3 separate regions of the Mus musculus genome follow, and all the other regions are linked to region 1. The links are chromatin contacts, called in public HiChIP or PLAC-seq and Micro-C maps. All regions are on one chromosome and are shown on one strand. Each heading gives the region's core, a stretch centred on a gene start, on an enhancer-like site or on the middle of the called end of the contact. The rest is flanking DNA. Distances are from core to core; before and after follow the strand shown. Region 1 holds the start of Aox1 (aldehyde oxidase 1). Region 2 has its middle 160 kb from the start of Spats2l. Region 3 holds the start of Bzw1 (basic leucine zipper and W2 domains 1).

What was found. A called contact is a pair of places that touch in the nucleus more often than the background predicts. HiChIP or PLAC-seq counts read pairs in DNA pulled down with a chosen protein or histone mark.
Region 2: an H3K27ac HiChIP or PLAC-seq map of embryonic stem cells shows a contact between it and region 1, with 4 times the contacts expected there. The contact joins the enhancer-like site here to the promoter of Aox1 in region 1. A contact is called at or near these places in 7 of 39 promoter capture datasets (the 3T3-L1 cell line, the HPC-7 cell line, embryonic stem cells and 3 more), 1 of 115 datasets of contacts at active chromatin or transcription factors (embryonic stem cells) and 2 of 9 other capture datasets (embryonic stem cells and liver).
Region 3: a contact with region 1 is called in a Micro-C map of embryonic stem cells, with 2.3 times the contacts expected there. The contact joins the promoter of Bzw1 here to the promoter of Aox1 in region 1. A contact is called at or near these places in 3 of 39 promoter capture datasets (the 3T3-L1 cell line, the HPC-7 cell line and neural stem cells), 10 of 484 Hi-C or Micro-C datasets (the MNK3 cell line, embryonic stem cells, granulocyte-monocyte progenitors and 1 more), 2 of 115 datasets of contacts at active chromatin or transcription factors (the NIH/3T3 cell line and heart atrium) and 1 of 9 other capture datasets (adipose tissue).

The regions. Positions count from the first base shown.
Region 1 is chr1:58,028,381-58,031,702 of GRCm38.p6, forward strand. Aox1 (aldehyde oxidase 1) reads left to right here and starts at 1,589. Exons shown (of 35, transcript NM_009676.2): 1 at 1,589-1,678. The coding sequence starts at 1,637.
Region 2 is chr1:57,611,759-57,615,080 of GRCm38.p6, forward strand. No RefSeq gene overlaps it. Among named protein-coding and RNA genes, the nearest start is that of Spats2l, 160 kb to the right of the region's middle. Within about 2 kb of position 1,608, at least 22 of the 459 cell types and tissues checked have an H3K27ac peak or open chromatin away from gene starts, as enhancers often do. A contact at or near this core is called in embryonic stem cells, where this site is marked.
Region 3 is chr1:58,391,316-58,394,637 of GRCm38.p6, forward strand. It overlaps Bzw1 (basic leucine zipper and W2 domains 1), which reads left to right and starts at 1,583. Exons shown (of 12, transcript NM_025824.4): 1 at 1,583-1,901; 2 at 2,887-2,960. The coding sequence starts at 2,897. It overlaps Gm39644 (a long non-coding RNA gene), which reads right to left and starts at 1,228. Exons shown (of 3, transcript XR_003947828.1): 1 at 1,141-1,228.

The DNA of each region.
Region 1 (3,322 bases), core at 339-2,838:
CCCTTTGCTTTGAAAAAGACTATCACCGTGTACCTAGGGTGGTTTGAAATAGCTTAATTTTTTAAATATGTATTTTATGTGTATGAATGTTTTGCCTGTGTGTCTGTATGCCTGTGTATGTGTGTGCATATGTGTATATGTACATGCGAATGCATGTGTGTGAGTATATGTGTGTATATATATGGGCATGTGTGTGTATGTGTGTGTGTGTAGGTGTGTGTGGGTGGGGGGGGGAGTAGATGTGTACATGTGCATATGCCAGGGGCCCTGGATCATTAGAAGAAGGAAATGAGATTCCCTGGAACTGGAGTTTCAGAAGACTGTGAATGTTAGGAATTGAATCTGTTAGAAACAAATGCTCTGAGCCACTGAGCCATCTCTAGTTAGTAAGATTTTAGAATGGAGATTATTGGCATCAGGAGAGTAAAAGAATTCTAGCTTTTAATCTGTTCATCTAATCTTTTAATCTCTTCACTATTGCTAAAGCAGAATGCCCCAAACTGGATACTTTATAAAGAAAACAGGTTTGTTCTAGTCCTGGGTCCTGGAAGCTCTTAACCTCTGAGCCATTTCCCCAGATCCTGTCAAACATAAAGTATTTTTCAAAAAAGAAAATGTTTGACAGATATGGAGGCTCACACACACCTTTGATTCCAGCACTCAGGAAGAGGCAGAAGCTGATAGAAGCTGTCAGTTCAAAGCCAGTAAATTCCAAACTAGCCATAGCTTTATAGTGATGCTTACACACACACACACACACACACACACACACACACACACACACACACACACACATACACACACGTTTTCTGTCTACTGGTAAAACACTGTCTGAAATGTGCTTAAGATCCTTGGGAAGCAAGGAGGTGTTAGCCACTTACTGTTAACCACTCCTGGAATTGCTGAGATGTGGTTTCTTCTCCTCTACCTACAAACGGGAAGTTTTCACAATAAAAATGTTGTGTAGTGGTGCATACCTTTAATCTCAGCACTCAAGGGGCAGAGGCAGGTGGAGATCTGTGATTTCGAGGCCAGCCTGGTCTACAAAGAAGAGTTCCAAGACAGCCAGGCTGTTACCCAGAGAAACCCTGTGTGAATGGGTATTGAGGGGTGGGGATGTTGTATTGCATGAATAAAATAACCTAGGGAGATATACTAAGGCCTGGAAAATAATTTGGTCTCATTTGAGACTTGCCAGGTTTTATAAAGTGGATTCTAAAATATAAAGAAAGCCAAAAAGTGAGGTTAAGGGCGCAGGACTCTTGGGAAGTGACTCAGCAGTACAGCCAGGCTGCCTTCCCCCTAAACAAACGAGAGGATTCTGGAAACCACTTCAATAAGCAAGCATTGGCACAGATACTAGAGCAATGACTCAGGACTTCCTGAGGCTGGCCGCCCAGCTACCCCTCTCTCCCATCGATGCCAAAACCCAAAGATTTCAGCTTGTCTCCCACGCTGGCACACTCTGTAGTGTCAGGAGAGTTTTCCCTTTAGGACCTCTGCAGCATTGGCTCTTCCAAAACTTTCTGGGAGGGTGGAGACTTAGAAGCACAGACAAGCCCCGCCCTGTAGCCTCGGGCAATTTATTCTCTGCAAGGACTGGCGCTGCTAGGGACCTGCTAGGGACCTCGGAGTCATGGACCCCATTCAGCTGCTCTTCTACGTGAATGGCCAGAAGGTGAGAGCCCGCGGGTAGGCAGACTCCTGCACCACCCCGGACCCCAGTTCTGGGCCCTATCCCAGCCTGCGCCCTGCTTTCGCTGAAACCTTAGCATGGGGTCTCATTGGGTCCTCAGCATAGGAATCTGCATTATAAAACTCAAAGGAGATCAGATTATTTTTCAGACCTTTCGCATCACGACCAGCGCATGGAAGACTAAGAATTTCAGAATGTCTGAATCCCAGGGCCTCTCCCTTCCGGACGGGGAGCATCCAGACCTTCCCTCCCTTAAAGCCTCCGGCTGATAAGATCTTCCAGCACAATTAAATAAGTAGCCTCAAGTCTCTGCTTGTCTGGGTGAGCAATACCCAGCTTTAACAGGGCCACAGAGGTGCACTGGTTCTAGCTACTCTGTGATTTTTCAACTTGGTGAAGCCAAAGCAAGTTCCTGGCACAGCACAGCTTGCCAGAATCAGGGGCTCCTGCCGAGTGTGGCATTTTGTTTTATTTGTGTGTGTGCCTTGGCTCTGAAGACTTTTATGGCGGCTCCAGGCAAATCCTGTTGCTTGGGGACAGCAAAGCCTCTGGGCATCGTTTAAAGCAGCCGTCTGGGCAGTGGCCCAGCTCATCTGGAGTGTTCTCTGTGTAAACTGATAGCACTTTGAGTGGGGGGTGGAGAGCTGCTGTCCACAATGTCAGTTCCGCCCTTTGGATCCCGCTGTGTTCCCTGTGTCTGGCTAGGGACAGCCAGAGCCCTTGTTCTAGCTGGCACTGGCTGACCAACTGGAAGCCAAGGAAGGTTTAGCGCCAACCAGACCTTTCCTGTGTGAGGACTCTTCGGAGGCTATGAAGTTGAGTCACACTGCTGTAGTTTTGTAATGTGTTTTCTTCCTTGAAGAACAGGGTCTCCCAAATCATAGAAGCCCCCATTTAAAAAAAAAAAAAACCTTTATGAGTCCCTGCTTCATGGCCCTGAAGCGGGATAGATGGATCCTTAAATAGATGAAACCCATTAGCTGTCCCCCCATCTCCCCACAGGACTACCATGAAGGTGAACTAGAATAATGGGTGAAATGGCTGCCCTGTTCCTTCCGTTTCCTTTTGCATAACAGAAAAAGCTGGAGTGTATTCTGTCCTTACTAAACGAACGGAATCCATTGCCGCTCACTGGAGCCTCACTGCCTCTTGGAGGCAGACTCCAAGGCTACTAACAGGCCAACACTACTTATTGCGAAAAGAGCAATCATGAATATCCATTGTGTGTTTTCATGAACATCCTAACAGATACTAAGCTATGTTTAAGCTTATGGGATATAGCAAACCACAGAAAGGATGCGACCCCTGCTGGTGAGGGGTTGACACTGCTACACTGCTGGGGAAACAGCCAACAGGCATATAAATAAATGGAGAGAGTGTGGTGTCAAGCAGCGGCAGGTGCTGGCATGAAAACGGAGTGATGAGCAGAAACTGATGGGGTGGATGGAGGGGATGCGTTGACCTTTCAGATCAGGGGGCATTGGAGCAGTGTCTGGGATGAAGTAGGACCCAGTCAAGCGCGTGCACACAGACACATACACACAAACCACATATAGACATATATGTATACAAATGCACACACACAAACACTCACATATGTATATGTGTATACAAATACACACACAC
Region 2 (3,322 bases), core at 358-2,857, 420 kb before region 1:
CCAGAGGGTAGTGAAATCCATGGCCATCATGGTGGGGAGTACGGCAGCAGGCAAACAGGCATGGTGTTAGAGCAGTAGCTGAGACAACCACAAGGCAGAGAGAGAGAATTAACTGGGCTTTGGGAACCTCAAAGCCCACCACACCCAGTGGCACACCTCCTTTAACAAAGCCATACCTCGAAAGTCTGCCCAAACAGTTTCACTAACTAGGGACCAATCTTTTGAATATATGAGCTGATGAGGGCCATTCTCACCCAAACTTCCACGGGAGCTGAGGTCACAGACACTAGCCTGAAGCTCCAGTATATTCCCAGGAAGCTGCAGAGAAACAATATTGTGCCATATCAAAAATCATCTGCCGCCTTTGGACAAGGCCCTGTGGTCCTGTCTGCACCTCTTTGAGGAGGAGTCGCCAAAAGGCAGCCTTCGGAAGACAGGAGAGGCACGGTGCTGTTTCTGTGGCTCCCTTAACACAAAAGGACACACCTGACCTTCAGCAGTGCATTTTAGTGAATGTTAGTTGGAAATCAGTATGCTGCCTTCCTCCGAGACTGGCAAGCCTAGACATCACCCATTGTCTTCTCTCCATATGCATAAGGGTGTCTATTCAGAAACCTGAGGTTTCTTTTCAGAAGGCCATTTGAGAGTGCACGACCCCACACAATTACAAAACACATCTATTCATTTACATGAGTCACAGGGACTCCTCTTGGGACACCAACCACTATGGTTCAGAGTCCCACCTAGAAAAGTTTGAAGGCCAAGCAGAAACAGGTCCTGTGCCTGTCTCCCAACAGGACCATGGAAATCATCAGGAACTGAGAGCCAGGAGGCAGCACACAATCAAGAATCAGCTAATCACCAGACCTCTGCAGAATCCTGGGGATGCTCTAAGCATGGGGACCAAGTAGGGACAGGTCCCAAGCACCACTGTCCCAGCGGACGAGTGGGGAAACTCAGCTCAAGGCTAAATGGAAAGATTCTAAAAGTCAGCGTTAGAGAAGCAGATTTACCCACAAATGACTGCTAAGCATTCTGCAGTTGTCAAGTTCCTGGGCACTGAATAATAATGCAAGGGGCTTCCAAAGGGTAATGACTAATGGCCCCTCAATTTCCTGCTGATGCGAGCAGTTTTGTGTCATTTTGTTTTTATGTTAATTTATGCACACAGGATTAGAATGTAGCATTATGTGGTCATTTAATTTAATTGAAGTATGGAACTTCCTGGGCCCAGTTTTACATTCTCCTTATAGATTTCGGTGATTTTTATCAGTAGCATTTAATCCCCCCACCACCACATTCCTAATGGCAATAATAATACATTTACACTAGATCACACTCAGCTCCAAAGCAGCTCCAGGCACGTCATGGCCCATTACCCCCCAAGAGCACTGCAAGGCAAATGCCAGGGAGGATTTGAAGCACTTTCCTTAGGTTGAACACACATAAAAAGGTGCAGCCTTTATCAGAGAGATAAGTTCCCAGCCATTTAAATTACTTCTGAGTGCAGGGAGAAGCTTTGCTTATGCATGAGGCTTCCGACCTGCTCCTTCTTCTTCATAGCGCGCAAATATGTGACCTTTAAGGCAGACAGCGCGCACTTGGGGTGCACGTGACTTACTCACTAGGGCGCTCTCCTTGATCGCCCACCCCCTCTTCTCGAGGAGCATTAGTGTCACCCTGCCTGGAACAACAGCCAAAGGGCAAGGAAGGGCACCTCGTGAGGTGCAGGGGAAGGTAAACAGGGGCTGTAAAGTCACCCTTGAAAAAGCAGCAGGGGGGTGGGGGTGGGGGGCGGGCTTTCCGTGGTGACACAGAGGGCCCGAGGCAAGGGAAGGTTGAGCTTCCGGGGTCCTTTCAGGCTGTCTCTGCAAAGCAATGCCAGTGACCACAGGAAGACATGGCACCAGACACCCTTCTTTCTTTTAAAGATGATTATTATATTAGATTGGGTTACATAATACATTTCTCAGGCATGTATGTAAGTGTCTTTCGAGCACATCTCCCCCCCCCCCCACTCTCTTCCTTTCCTCCCTTCCCCCTCCCCATTAGTTCCCTTTGTTCCCTCAGACAATTTCATTTTGATTTTCACATCATCTCTATGTATATGACTTGCTTTGGTATATGCAGCATTTTTTTTCTATGCCTACAATTCTTTTCTATTTCTATGCTAAATCTAAGACCCACAAACGAGCCAGAGCATGATATCTATCTTCCTGAGACTGACTTAATTCACGTAATATGACTGTCTCTGGCTGAGTCCATTTGTCTTTCCTTGCAGATGACAGGACTTTATTCTTTAACGTATTTATCACCCTTTCCATATTCATTCTTCGGCTGATGGACAGTAAGCAAGAGGGTAATATGTGTACTATGTATAACAAAAAGAGAGATGTTACTTTGCTTTGGGTTGCCACACAAGGTTCACACTCTAAGCTCTTAATTACAGTCCTAGTGTGACATATCTTCGCTGAAGGTCAGGTCCAGTCTCTAATAGAAGCAAGTCTCTGATTTGAAGGTCAAGATCCTGGGGGAGATCCTCTAGCCCCACGGCAGATCGAGGTGGCATCTCTCCAGATGTACAGAGCAGAGCATTGCTCTTGGTCTCTGTTTATATACTGTACAGTGGGTGTCATAGGGTTCTAGCACTATGCCTGTTTATCCTGTGTGAGGAATGTCACTACGTTCTAGTTATCATGTGCAGCCTTGGGTATAGTGGGGATCCTGACTAAGCAAGTTTTACATGTCTATAAGCCATTTACTCATTACCAACACCTAAGTTGCTTCCATAACTTAGCTACTGTGAAATACAGTCCTCTTTGTTTTCTGAAGGGTAAAGATCAGGAAGAACAATCAGTGTTTCTCTCCAGCGGAGGAGGAGGCTTGCCTCTGCCTGACTTAAGGTGCCACTAAGAAAGAAAGGCCGAAGTGAGCACAACCAAGAAGTGGCCTGGTCACATGTGCATGTCCTTGAAGGTTCACCAGCCAGCCACAGCATCTCTCTTCCTTGAACATCACACAAACACATCTAGATAGGTTCTTGGATGGTCACAAAATTCTGAACAATAGCCTGGAGTATATTGTAGCAAAGAAGGCACAGGAGACACGGATCTGGGACAATAGCTAGGACCTGTACTCTGGCACCACAACTGTGGCCTGTATCAACCCAAACTGGTGTACTGTGATTCAGTTTTGGTGCTGACCACTCAGAGTGACTGACAGCACAACCCACAAGTCACTGACTTAGTCCCCCCCAAGTCTGCTCCCACTTCAGGTACCAACCACAAGTAGAGTTCCTATCCTTCCTCATATCTGACCAAAC
Region 3 (3,322 bases), core at 333-2,832, 360 kb after region 1:
CTCATTTAGTCACGGGAACAGAAATCCCAATTAACTGGGCTTGGTGACTGATGTCTCTAATGCCAGTACCTGGAAAGCTGATACAGGAGGATTGCCAGGTCAAGGCCAGCCTGGGCTACTTAGCAAGACCCTGTCTCAAAAATACAAAGGCAGGGTGTAAATCAGGACTGTACTGGAGAGGAGACCGAATTGGGAAATGTGGCCAATGCGGAGGGAAGCTTTATGAGTAACGGGTTTGGCTATTCACCGTTTTTTGTGTCTCTAGCTCAGCTCAGTGTGTGACCTGGCAGTTTATTATATTGGTGGACCAGGCCGCTGGGGGGCCGTTCACTGGCAAGTTAACTGACCTATATGCCTTCTTTTCCCAACAAGACTAACAAGTGTCAAAGTCATAGGGCAGTTTCAAGGACTCAACGCAGTTAAGTGCTTAGGAGAATGTCTGCTACACACATACTACACAAACATGGCTTTTTAATTAGTGAAATACTGTACCCTTAACACATCAGAAACAAACATAACGTGGGGGACGTGGTAGTCTATCATGCAGAGTATGAAATAAGACTTCCAAGAGAAATGCCAACGGACTCAGGGTTAGAGGATAAAGGTAGGGGAACTTAGAGCCCTGATTCCCATCATTTCCCACTATGCTCCACGGCCTGGCCTTCCTAGGTCCCACCAAAGTTCAGTCCTATGGGCCACCAGTACCTCCAAGAAGTTAGGCTGTTGCTGCTAGGCTATTTTCCCACCGCTGCTCCTTCAGCGCTCCGACCTACCAACTTGAACGGAAAAGAATTGACAGCCAAGATCCAACAAACAGCGGCTTAAAGCCTTAGAGGCAAATCCGAAACTCCAAATACAGTATATGTTAAATGCCAGTGAACAGAAGTGCCTTCCATGTACGAGTAAGAAAGATTAAAGGTTTGAGTACAGGGACGGTGGATGTCAGAAATACCCCTGGCTCTCCTAGAATTCACTCTGTAGACCAGGCTGGCCTCGATCTGGAACACGCGAGAGAGAGAGAGAGAGAGAGAGAGAGAGAGAGAGAGAGAGCGAGAGCGAGAGCGAGAAGTTGGTACATGGAAAGGGATTTTAAGGACAAATCCCGGTGTTTGGGGGATGGCGGATGAAAAGGGCACAAACCGGATGCGGGCAGTTTTATCTGTTGTCCCGGAGAATACACCTTCTGAAGGTCCTTATCTCGGGAGACTTTGTGATAAAGGCACATTCTTGAGTCCTGCACCAGAAGCAATTATAAACCCTGCGGGTGGGGGCCTCGCAATCTGGTTTTAACAAATTCCCAGTCCACCGCAGTCAGGGGACGAGCACCCCTTGCAAGGCGTGGTGACAGGCCGAGGTCAGACTTGCCCTCAGCACACCGCATCGCAGAGCAGGGAGGCCGGGCTGCAGTCCTCACCCAGGCAGAACCCTACAGACGCCCCGGCCTCTGCGCCCGCCGCCCAGCATTCCCCCTACCCCCGGGCTCCAGCTTCCGGAGGAGGGGTCTGGGCTGGACCGGGACGGACTGGTCCAACTCGCGGCCGTTGAGGGGCCGCTTCCCACTCCCATCCCCGCCCGGAGAGGGGGAGGCCGGCCGCTGCGGCGGAGGAAGGGGGACGGGCTACCCTGGTACAAGAGTCAGGGCAGCCTGGGGCTTTAGGGTGGGACAGAGACGCCTACCACCGCGGTGTTAGCCGGTGCCCCCGAGCTGCAACCCCGCGGCCTTCGGCAGGGGGGAGTGCGAACTGGCGCAGGGTAGAAATCTCGCGATAGCAGGCCTCCGGGGCGGGGGTGGCGCCTCTTCCTCCCCTCCTGCTCGCGTTAGTTCCGGTCGCAGAGGAGACAGCGCCGCAGTTGCCGCCAGCTCGGGGATTTCTGGCTCTTTTCTCTTCGCCTTAAATTCGGTGAGGCGAGCGCGGCGCAGCGCCGGGGAAGAGCGGCGCGCCGTGGCCCGGAGGAGGAGGAGGGTGGCGGCGCGGTTCGGAGGGGCCGGCGGGACCCGGGGCCTGGATCCGTGGCCCGGGCCGCCGCTCTGGAGGGCGGGCGAGGCCGCGGGGCGCCGGGGTGGCGGCGCGCCCCCGTGTGCGCCCCGGCCGGCCTGGGTAACAAAGCCGCCGCGGCCTCTGTTGGGTGATGTACGCGTGGGGAGTTCGGCGGGCGGGGCGCAGCCGCCGCCACCACCGCCGCGGCCGCCGCCTCCGCCGCTGCTTTCGCGGGAGGGCGGGCGGATGTACGGGGCGGCGGGGGCCCCGGCGCGCAGCGCCTCGGCGCCTGTGGTCCGCTCGGCGCGGCGGCCACCACCGCAGGCGACAGGGTCGGTGGAGAAGGGCCTGCGGCGCTCCGGGGCCCGCCGCCCGAGCCCCGAGAGGCGGGAGGCACGGGAAAGGGTGTGGATGTGGAGACACGTGCCCGGGGAGGAGGAGGCGGCTGGGGCTGTAGCGTTTGCGGCCAGCTCTCAGTTTTGCATCTTGGAAGGGTGCAAGCGGGCTCTGCGGCTCTCGGCGCCACTTTGGAATGAGGGCAGCGCTGATGCGGTTCAGGGCCTTTGACAGATAGCTCGTGACCGCGACAGTCCTCTAAGTTCGGGTTACTTAGAAAAAGTGGGAGATGCAAAGAACGGTGTAGGAGAGACTGAGTAGTTAGGTTTGTGGTAGGCCATTTGCCACCAGACAGGGTGATAGTAAAATGCTTTATCAAGGTGTAGTTCCAGCACTTACATCAAGGGGTTCCTGGAGAGGGAAACTTACCTGCACCCTCTCTATTGCCTGTTAACTGAAAGCGTCTTGGGCTTGCTTTAATTGTAATTTTGATTTAAGGTTTGATACTTGGTTTAAGAAGTTAATATTACTGGCACGGGTGTTTTTAAGGCCTTCTTTCTCCTTTTTCTAGGGTGTCTTTTATGAATAATCAAAAGCAGCAAAAACCAACGCTATCAGGCCAGCGTTTTAAAACCAGAAAAAGAGGTAACTATTTATTTGTAACTCACCCTCAAGCTTTCAGACATATCTTGGTTTCTCTCACAGTCAGGTAGCTGCATGTTACTAACCCGAAAATAATAGAAACTTGATTTTCTCTTTAACTTCTATTTCAGATTAACTGCTCCCTTAGTGTTTCTCTGCTTTCTCAAATTTCTTTCTTTCTTTTCTTTTCTTTTCTTTTTTTTTTTTTAGTGGCTAAAACCTGTGACTTTAAGCTCATAGTTTAAAGAAGAATTTGAACAAAGAGGGCTAATAGAAGGGGGGGGGCACTCCTAAAGTCCCTGATTTCACCTAGACTTTGTGGAGATATGTGAAAGTGACTCATTTATAGAGTGTCTCACATGGCA